Linked DNA regions of Gossypium hirsutum: region 2 is linked to region 1. A link is a contact called in public Hi-C data. All regions are on one chromosome and are shown on one strand. Each heading gives the region's core, a stretch centred on a gene start, on an enhancer-like site or on the middle of the called end of the contact. The rest is flanking DNA. Distances are from core to core; before and after follow the strand shown. Region 1 holds the start of LOC107950009 (eukaryotic translation initiation factor 1A). Region 2 has its middle 4.8 kb from the start of LOC121204933.

Region 1 (5,647 bases), core at 2,172-4,671:
TCTGGCTATAAAAGCCAACGAATGTACCTGCAAAAAACTTACGCACACTGTAAGCATACACTCATACACTATACGCATATTCAAAAAAAAAAACAATTTCTGGAAAGGTGATTTTCCTTAGTCTTTTTAATTTTTTTTTCCTGTTATTTTCATTTATTTGCCTGCCATTGTTTGCATTATCTGCGTTTCAAAACAAAGAAGAGAGAAAGGCAAGTCTTACCTTGTGAATCAGCCCTTGACCTCTGTTCACTTCGTTGAAATCAAAGTTGAAAGGGGGATCCAGGGGTGTCACTAAGAGTTTTATTTTTTTTTAAGAAAGGAAAAATAGAATGTTTTACCTGTTCTCCTTGAGCAGGGCCTTTGACGGCTTCTGGGCGGCGTTGGTGCACCACCGATCACCAAAGAAAATGATGGATTTGGAGGTCGCTGGAATGAGCCCTAACAAATCAATTTTAGGGCTATGATTTCTGGCCAAAATGATGGCTGCGTTTGGAAAAGGGAATAGGAAAAGAAAGGTTTTGAAAACCTGTTAATAAAACAGTGCCATTTATAATGGGAAAGGTCCGCGCGTTAACCCATTTAGCAGGCCGGATCTGCGCATTTCCATTCTAAAATAGGGAATTTGCGCGACAAATCCTTCCCTTCGCGCGAAGCCTTCAATTTGCGCCCTATTTGCTTACCTTGTTTTTTTAAATTTGGCCTTATAATTTGTGTGCCTTTTCACTTTGGTCCGCAGTTCAGTGCAGCGTTGTGGCGCGGGATATTTCCAATTTCAGTCCCTGCACATTTGTGCGCATGGCACATCGATCCTATTTTGCAATTATTTTATTTGTAAATTGTTCTTCTTGCTTCAATTTTTTTAATTAAGTCTTATTTTTTTTATTTTAATGCACATACATTTTCTTTTACATGTTTGATTGTTGGTTGCAATATTTCACGTTGCTTTGATAATTGAATGTTATTTTAAGAAAATTATTATAATCTTTTCTCGTTTATTCTATCATTTTAATAATTAGTGTATTATTTGTAATAAAATTCATTTTAATTTAAGTATGCTATTAATTTTATGTTATTTTATAATTTCTTTTGAATTTATTCATATACTTTAATGTTTATATATATATATATTTTTGAGAAAGTCATCTATTTTATGTATCATTTAAATTGTTATTAAGCATATATCTAGTACTTACATGCATTATTAAAGTCATATTTTTTATACATATAGTTTTTAATGAACTTGTATATAATTGTGTTTTTAAATTTATTACGTATATAATCCATGATAAAATTAGGTTAATCTTATAATTTATATTTTAATTCAATGATATTTGACATACAATTATTTTTAAAATTTCTTTATATATACATTGCCCATATTAAATTATTTTTACTATAGTACATGTTATTAATTTCATAAAACTTTATGTAAATATTTTTCTATGTATATATCTTCCTTTAAAGTTATTTATGTGTATAATATATTTCTTTTAAGGACCATATTTTAAATTGTACAAATTACTTATTGTATATATTTTCATATTTTATTATCCTTATGTATGTATTATTTATATGTACCATCAATCCAAATCAATTTTTTACATGTAAAATTATGTTATATATCGTTTGTTTCAAAATTCCCTTCATAGATATAGTTTTATAAATATACATCACTAAATTTATGTATTTTATAAATGTAGTTTTTTTACCTTTTGTGTATATGATTATATTTTTAAAATTTGTCACATGTATAATTTATATATGTACTTAATTTTTCATACATTATTATCATGCTATTTTTTCAAATAATTATTCCCAAATTTATTTATATATACATTATATCTTATTATGTATTTTGTTATTCTTTTATGTTTTATATATTATTTAAGTTATCATGCATATTGTCATTTTTTAAATGAATTTGTGTTTAATATTTTGCATATTATTTGATTCAAATGTTTTATTTCAATAATTATATATTCCTAGTTTTTATGTAAATTAATCTACTCATATAGTATGTATATTATATGTTCATTAATTCGTAATTATTATAAAATTGTCTTATACTACATCCTTTGCTAATTTCCGCTTTATTTTGTACATGTTTTGTGGGTCGTTTTACATTTATTGTTGTGGTATATTATTTAGTCACTGTTTTATCAATTGTTCTCCGTTCATGATTAAGAATTTGGTTATATTTTACTTAGAATCGTTGTACATAATTGTTGGATTTATTAAATTGTGGCTTATTGTATCATATTATTTCCTGTTCATTGATCCTTTTCTATGTAAATGTTTCGATACAATACATTAAGTGTTCTACCTTTTTTAAAACAAATAAACGTGTTTGAGCGAATTTTCAATTTTCCTTATTATTCAAAAATTTTGAAATAAGGCAATATCCAATATTTGGGAATTCGAAAAATCGTGCTCAATCGTGCTGGGTATGATTTTTTTCGGTGAGTTAAATATTTGGATAACCTTTTATAATTTTAGTGTACAAGTTTTCAAAAGTCAAAAATCAATCGTATTTTTAAAGGTATAAAAGATCGTATCCAATCGTGTTGAGTATGATACTGCATATATTTGAGACGAGAGACTTTTGACAGTTAACTTAAATTATTTACACATTTTGAAGAACCATGCTCTGAAAGTTTTTTTTTCCCTTGAAAAATTTTGATATAAGGATAGCATCGAGTCAATATGGTACCAATTTTTTGGGCGTAATGAGGGTGCTCACCATTCTTAATGCGTAACCGACTCCCGAACCCATTTGATTTTTGATTTTATAAACCAAAATTATTTTCAATGGAACAAAACATTTTAGTAGGTAGCCCAATCACACCTAAACCAATAGATTGGTGGAGACTCTACATTTCTGTTTTAAAAAAGTCGATCCCCATTATTTTCAAAATAAAAAGGGTTTCGACATAAATCATTACAATATATGTAAAAATAATTTAAAATATAAATATATTAATATATATAAATTTATTAATATATGTAAAAATAGCTTTTCCGAAAAATATTTTTAAGAAATCTACCAAATAACAGAAAATATTTTACACAGATTCATCCAAACATCAGAAAAGTAAATCATTTCCAAAAAAATAAAATCATTTTCCAGAAATTATTTTTCAAAAAATATTTTAGTGACAAATAAACGGGACCTAAATTTCACTTTATTTGATCACAGCATCAACAATTATAAATTAAATTTTCAAGAATGAATAAAATACTCGAAAGCTAATATTCCACTTCACGCTCAAATTACTGCTTCACTCTCCCTTGGTGCACTCCATTGTTGAGCCTTTAAATTCAGTAGCCATTTAATATGGAAGACCGATTCTTGAGCCCACAATTTATTGCCAACCGTTTGGGTTTATTATTAGATTAGACAGGGTTTGATAAACTCGGATCAGCCCAAATCAAAATTAAAACCCAAACGTTGGTTCGTCGTGAGACTGTCCTCAGCTAAGCTTAGGGTTGGGGGAGTGAGCGGAGAGTCCGGTTTCGAATTCGCTTCTTCTTCTTCTTCTTCTTTGCCTCTTGTCTTCACCTCTTTACTCAGCACCACCAGCGCGAAAGTTCTTTTTGAATTTTCTTTTCACCATCTTTGATTCGTTTCTCGCTTATCTTTGGCTTCAATTTTCTGGTAATTAGTTGCTTCTAACTAATACCCTAAATTGATCTTGATGAAATTCTCCATTTTATTTCCCTTCCCCTAAATTTTAACTTTTTTAGCGTTATGTTCTGATGATTGATTGAGCTTCTGTTTTATTCATCATATAATACTTAATTCAAGCATGATTCCTACCCCGTTTCTGTTTTTCTTTTTTCTTTTTTGTTTAAGTTCATATATACTTGAATTATTTTCCTAATTTCTTTTTTCTTTTTTTTTTCTTTTAATTATATTTGATTTAAATTTGAACTGTTCTTTTGCCTATTAAATAAAAGAAGTAACTTTTACACAAATTTTATTATCAACAGCACTAGAAATTTTTATTATGAAATGGGAATTTTGGAATTTCCAGTTTGTTTAGGGTTTTATGTCTGTTTTATCTATACATTTGTCTATGTTGTGTTAAAATACATGTCAAACTTTAGCTTCTTTGGTGATTGCTGAATTGTGTTGTTTGTTTCTTATTCAAAAAAAAAAACAGTGAGAAACCATGCCGAAGAACAAGGGAAAAGGAGGAAAGAACAGAAAGAGAGGAAAGAACGAAGCAGACGATGAGAAGCGTGAGCTTGTCTTCAAGGAAGACGGGCAAGAGTATGCCCAAGTGCTTCGTATGCTCGGCAACGGCAGGTGTGAAGCAATGTGCATCGATGGTACTAAACGCCTTTGCCACATCCGCGGGAAGATGCATAAGAAGGTATGGATTGCTGCTGGTGATATAATTCTTGTCGGCCTTCGCGACTATCAAGATGACAAGGCCGATGTGATCCTTAAGTACATGCCTGACGAAGCAAGGCTATTGAAGGCCTATGGTGAGCTTCCGGAGAACACCCGTCTCAATGAAGGCATTGTTGATGAGGAAGACGAAGGCGGTGTAGATGATTATGTCGAGTTCGAAGATGAAGATATAGATAAAATCTAAGGTAACTATAATGGGGTCATGCTTGAAGCCTTGTGTTTAAACTGTTAGAAACAGAGAGATATACTGGATGCTGTGGAGATATATGACTACAGTAAGTGAGATACCTGCCATAAGTCATAAGTTAGACATTCTATAAATGGTGAAGGTGACATTGTTAGATGTGTATGTTGTTAATTTCATTGAAACTGAAAGTGTGTTTGAATTCTCAAATTTAATTTTCATGGCGATAGTGTAAGCTTATTGTCAGCATTTTGTCGTGTTTTTGTTAGATGTAAACATAAGGGTATTTTCTAGGTTAAAAATGTCTATCACCATCCCTGTCAGACAAGTACAACGGTTAATCTGCAAAATGCCTGGAAGAATCTCTGGCATCTACGACTGTCTTTGAATGATAACTCTTGCCCGTTTTGTGTCTATCACAGTGAAACAGCTGAGCACCTTTTCCTTCAATGCCAGGCTGATGGGTGCTCTCATAAGAATCAATGACTTCTATCAGTCTATTCTTCACTCTTTCGACCTTGATCCTCCACCAGCACCCTAACCTCGAATTCCAAGAATTCTCAACATTGGTCAAACCATTGCAGGATGGAAATTCCATCCAATTGAGATATCCAGCACCTCCTTCAATCGATCTCCATTCAACAACACAACATAGACAATTGGAAACTCAAGAAAGAGATTAAGGTCTGTTTAGCATTATTTCTTAGAAGTAAGCAAGATTATTTTTTTGTTTCAAAAATGTTTTTAAGAAACAATGTTAAACTGCCCTAAAACAATGTACAGCTTCTGCTTCCAAAGTCTTTATTAGCTTCACCTGCTATAAATTTGTGTTTTTGCAAATGTACCCAAAATAAAAAACTTCTAGATTAGTTTAATATATACTTACTATTTTTTAACAGATTAAAATTTCTTTTAAGTATTTTTAATTTTTAGTTCATTTAATTTTATTTTCAAAAATTGTTAAAATTATTTTATTATATTTATTGATGTGATATTTAGAATAAAAAAACTCACTCAATAAATATGCTATAAAAAAATAGCGTTAA
Region 2 (5,647 bases), core at 1,924-4,423, 77 kb before region 1:
ATGAATTTATTTTAATGGTGAGTTATTTTTTAATTTTAATGTTAAATGAATTATAACAAATAGGGTCAGGGGTTGACAAGTGTTCTATAGGCGTATAGTAAAATATTTTAAAAAAAGAAGATACGTGATAATTTTTTAAAACTGCTTGTGGAATAAAAAAAAGTACACTATCAATATACCAAATTCTAATTCATATTAAAAATTGAACATGGCATTATAATTAAAAATACATTTAGTATAATTATATTTTGGCCCCTTAAATTGAGTAGAATAATATTTTTTGACAAATTATGCCTCATGGCATCCTATTATTGGTCCACGTATTTAGATATTTCAAATTTTAGCATTGTTAATGCGGGATACCACATTGATGGATAGAATTTAAGTTTAGGTACCAAAGTAGACATTTTGAAAGTAGATGTATCAAATTAGAATATTTGATAAAGTACATGGGTCATTCTTGCCATTATCTTTTTTAAAAATTTAAAAAATATTTTTTATGAAAAAAAGAAAAGGTTTGAATATTTCAAAAGTTCATGTACTTTTTTGAAATTTAAAATTTAATCATTGTACATTAATGTTGAGACATTGAGTCCCGTATTTTTAATTTAAAAATTTGATATTTTTGTTTAATTTTGCATTTATAAAGAAAATATAATAACTTTTTTATCCCTCAATATCTACAATTTTTGTTAATTTTATACTTACTCTTTAGATAATATTTATAAAAAATTATTTTTAGGATTTTTATTGAAAACATAGAAAAATTTTAACTTTTTTTTATGATATTATGTAGTTTTGAGGAGTAAGGATTGAATTGATAAAAAATTGCAACAATTTAGAGTTAAAAAAAATTTATTCTACCTTTTTATAATTAAAAAATTGGATGAAATAATTAAAATTTTCAAATAAACACTAAAATTTAAATTCCATAAGGTTACAGAGACCTCTAAAAGAAATTCATTTGAAAAATGTTGGAATTTTAGATTGTTTTGTTTAAGGGCCCTGAAGCGTTGCATGACTAATGGAAGGTAGTAAAGGCTTTAAGTCTAGGCTTAGCACTACCAACACAATGGGCTTTAGTTAGTATTAGCTTACACTAGTGGCAATTCAACTACACAAGCACTTTTTTTTTTATTTAAAAATGGAAACCCAATTTTGTACATTTATACACAATTTTGTTTCTATTAAAAAATTACTTGAGTATTAAAAAAATATACTCTATTCTAATTGAGTTTTAGCTCAATTGACATGGATATTGTTACTAATGCAGGAGGACATGGGTTTGAGTGTGTTGAAGCGTATTATCCTTTTATTTATGGATTGGAGAGGGACTATGGGTAGTTCTAAGCAATTGCATAAAAAATAACACAGATATGATCAAGATCTAGAAGAACAAATATCTGAATTTCGTGACCTAAAAATATTATATAGCAAACACTAAGATTTAGATTCTTTTTATGAAAATGGAATAAATGTAATGGATATGTATCAATTTCTTGTGCAGCAAATCAATGGGAAGACATAAAGGGAAAGAAGAAAGAGATAAGAAAGAAGTTGAGCTGACCAAGCCAAGATGGAGGTATCTTAATGAATAGGCCAATAATAGGGACCATCTCAAGCAAAATTGACAACATGACATTAATATAACATAAAAAATAATTGAATGTATAGAAAGAATGAATAAATGTTTTGAAAACTAAATGGTAACATTATGTAGGAATAGAAAATTTATTGAGATTGATTTGTTCCCATCTCACTAGTATGGTAGTAAGGTGCCATGTTAGGAGTAGGCTTCAATTTATCCAAATTGGCCCAACATGCCTTCAACATGTCATTTTCTTCTTCACTAAAAGTAAATATAATGGCCCATGGCTGTTGCTTAATTGTGTTTGTTAATAATTTTTCATACTCATGAAACCTATCTTTTTAAGGGGTTAACAAATAATATTCCAAATAATATAACTATAATCAAAATCAAGTCGGTACAAAGCATAATCAAGCTAAAAATTGAAATATGTCTAGATCTAGATCAAAATAAATATAGATAGAGTCTACACATGATGAGATTTAAATTTAAAATAAATATGAAATATAACACGCACATAATATTTAAGCATGATAAAATTCAAACTTCAAACGCCAAAGTTCTCAAAACCACTTGATTTGGCCGTTTAGATCAAACAAATGATAATTATGATATGAATATATATATATATATATATGTGGTAATGAAGAGGAAGACTTTAGCCATGATTATTTGTATTGGGAAGAAAGATGGAGCATATAAGAAGATGAAAGAGGATAGAGAGGAAGAGAGACCATGAGGAACTAATGGATTAAAAAATATATTTTTATTAATTAAATTAAATTTTAATAAATATATGTTTTTAAGTAAAAAGGGATTTAAGAAATAAATTTTATGAAAATATAAAAGCCACTATTTTGCATTCTTCAATTAGGTGATTTTTTTTAATCTTAGTTAATTTTTTTTTACTGAAAATCATAACAAAAAGATACTTTGGGCATCAAAATAGATAAAAGAAAATATTAAGTATCAAAGTGACAAAACATGTATATTTTAGAAACTAAACCGTTAAATAAGCTTTTAAAAAACATTAATTGCACCGATCAATATACTACAATTGTCAAACCACTGACAAATATACTTAATAATGGAGTAGCCTTGGTGACCAAGCATTATCTTTCCATATGGGGTCTCTCGTATCTATCCTCGCATCTTCGTTATTTTCAATCTCATATTTGTCACTTTCTCCATTACTAAGACATTAAACTACTTTAAGTATCAAAAAAGCATTCCTAAGCACAAACTCGAACACCCCTTAACTTACTTTTATCTCGTAGGAACTCAAAAAATATTTGAATCTATCTCCAAACTTGATCATCCCCAAAAATAATTGAAATAACTATGTTATTTAAATAATTTTTTTAAAATATTTGTAAAAAATATATATTCACAACACCCCCATGTAAATCCAAATAAAGTAAAATGATAAGTAGTTTATAAAATGGTCCTAAAAAATGGTGATCAAATGAGGGGAAAACAAGTAGTGGGTTTAGCTTTTAAAGCGCACGAGGGAGCATGTTCTATTGTCAAAAAGTCTATACTCTAAAACTTAATTTCTTCTTCCTAACTATATACACACATATTTTGTTGGGGAGAAAAAAAATTAGGACAACTATATATGAACAAACGAAAATGGTCCATCCTTTACGCCCTAATGTCTTTTCACATGTTACCCCAAAAAATAATGTTGTTTCACATGATATCTATAATATATTTAGACTTATATCAATCAAATAGTTCATCACATTCACTCTATTATAGCTCGATTGGGGTTCGAGTGCGCTGAAGCGCATTATCCTCCTATTTTTAAGTTGGGGTTGGGGAGGAGTTATGGGTAGTTTTAAACATTGTATAAAAAAAACAGATATTATCAGAACCTATAATGAGATTATTAAAAAAAAAGTATTATATTTGGCTAAATTTGATGAAGAAATTTTATTTTATAAATCTTATTAACGAGTGCAAAAAAGGAGGAGGTTTTTAGGTACAAATTAATATTTTTTACTCCAAAGCAATAAGCTATTAATTTAATATAAATGTGTTATTAACTTATTATAAATAAATTATTAATTAATTTTAATGGATTGAATTTGATTGATATTGTAATAACTCAAAAGACGTGAGTTTGAATTTACTCAAATTTATCTTGTCTTCCACTTTAGAGATTAATTAAACATTTTAATAATAAAAAAATGTTCATTTTAAGAAATATAGGTGGCCTCGGTAATACAACGTGATTTTAGGGGTATAATTGTTAAGAATGTAATATTAAAAGTTTGAAACATATGAAAAAAATATATTAATATGTTTGTTTCATTGAACGCTATATTAAAAATGTAACGATAATTTTTGAAATTAACCCGATCAAATAAAATATAAGTTTTATTAATATTAACATTTTCAAAATATATTTATTATTAGCAAAGTAGTATTAATAAACATATAATTCAGTCTATTTATTTTTAAATAATATTAATTTATTTCTAAATTAATATATGATTAAATTTAAAATAATATATGATTAATATATGATTTTGTAAATAAAAATAATGCATAAAAATAATAAATAAATAATAACTAATGAAAAAAAAGAAGATGATTTTATCTCAAAGTAAATGTTAGGGGCAAAGCCAAAATTTTTTTAAGTAAGGTCAAAATATAATTTATTTTTATTAATTTAAAATTTTAAAAGATATAAATAAAAGTTTTTCTATTTTAAGTACGATGACACTGCGAGCCCCCTGAATACGCTCCTTCACTTTTCAACTGTATTATTCATTACTTTTGTACCATTATTCAAATAAATGACATTAAAACTACATTGGGGACACCGAGGGTTTGATTTGGTAAAATTAAGTTTTAGGCCATTAAATATTTTAAAATTATAACTAATAAATTGATAGAATTTGTTTGGCCCCCAAAAATTTACAAGTCACTTCTTGACTTTCTAATATAAAATTTTTGGCTGCACCCTTTATTATTTATACATTTTTAATATATTTTTACTTCAAATTAATGACTATGGGATCAGAATGAATGTTTTTAAACTATAAATTTATCATTTATTCAATCTCATTAAAATAAAATACTTAATTTTGCGGAACTCCGAATTCAAATAAAATATCGATTTGAAAAACAAAATTAGAGCTTATGTCACTGTTTTACTCTTAATTTTTTTTTTGTTCGGATAGTTTTTTAGGATGAATATATGATATGTGCTCTAAGGTTATTAAAAGTGAAGAGGGTTGATTAATTGATACACTAATCTGAAGAAAGAGGTTGAACCAGTTGATCCACGAACAAATATGAACTAATTAAGTTAGGTTTATCTATTTTTAATAAAAGTAGATAATTAAAGATGTGATAAATTGGAGGACGAAAAGAGTAAAAAAGAAATAAATGAAATAAGATATTAGGGAAACAAGTGGCAGCATAGCTTCCACCAAACAATTAATACCATTGTATTATTTATTTTTCAAAGTAAGTTCCGGTCCCCTACTTTGATCCTTAATTTGTCTCCAAAACTTTATACCATCAAAATCAACCCCTTATTTTATTAAAATATATAAATGAATATAGGATATTTTATAAGAGTAAAATAATAATTTTAACAGTTTCATTATAGGTTCTGTTCTTTTTTTATATAACGTCTAAAATTATCTATGATCTCTCATTAACTCATACACAGAAGGATAATGTATTTCAGCGCACTCGAACTAAGATTCAACCGATCACATATTTATATTTTACTATTTGTAAATTTATGTTGAGAATTAACAAAATTATTTGTAAATGTATTCTTGCTTTTAGATTTATATTCAAAATATTATTTCTTTATATAAAATTTAATTTATTATAATTCGAAAATCCTCTTCTATTTAACATATTTATTATTATAAAAAAGTTAATATATTGCATTAACATTTATGCACCGAATTTGAGTGTGACAGCTTTGAAATCTTTAATATATAAACCAAACCCCTATCAAACATAGAAATAAAGGTACGAGTGTATTGAATTTAGATGTTGGACAAAAATTGAATTGAATTGTTTAATTCG

Evidence for each region. Hi-C and Micro-C count contacts between places; a contact is called where the count stands out from the background.
Region 2: a Hi-C map of leaf shows a contact between it and region 1, with 3 times the contacts expected there. The contact joins the enhancer-like site here to the promoter of LOC107950009 in region 1. A contact is called at or near these places in 11 of 34 Hi-C or Micro-C datasets (anther, callus, fibers and 4 more).

Annotation. Positions count from the first base shown.
Region 1 is chrA08:7,160,933-7,166,579 of Gossypium_hirsutum_v2.1, reverse strand. LOC107950009 (eukaryotic translation initiation factor 1A) reads left to right here and starts at 3,421. Exons shown (of 3, transcript XM_041075771.1): 1 at 3,421-3,655; 2 at 4,164-4,602; 3 at 4,896-5,401. The coding sequence starts at 4,173. The coding sequence ends at 4,601. It overlaps LOC121204931 (a long non-coding RNA gene), which reads right to left and starts at 540. Exons shown (of 2, transcript XR_005900071.1): 1 at 339-540.
Region 2 is chrA08:7,237,852-7,243,498 of Gossypium_hirsutum_v2.1, reverse strand. No RefSeq gene overlaps it. Among protein-coding and RNA genes, the nearest start is that of LOC121204933, 4.8 kb to the left of the region's middle. Within about 2 kb of position 3,173, at least 3 of the 9 cell types and tissues checked have an H3K27ac peak or open chromatin away from gene starts, as enhancers often do. A contact at or near this core is called in hypocotyl and leaf, where this site is marked.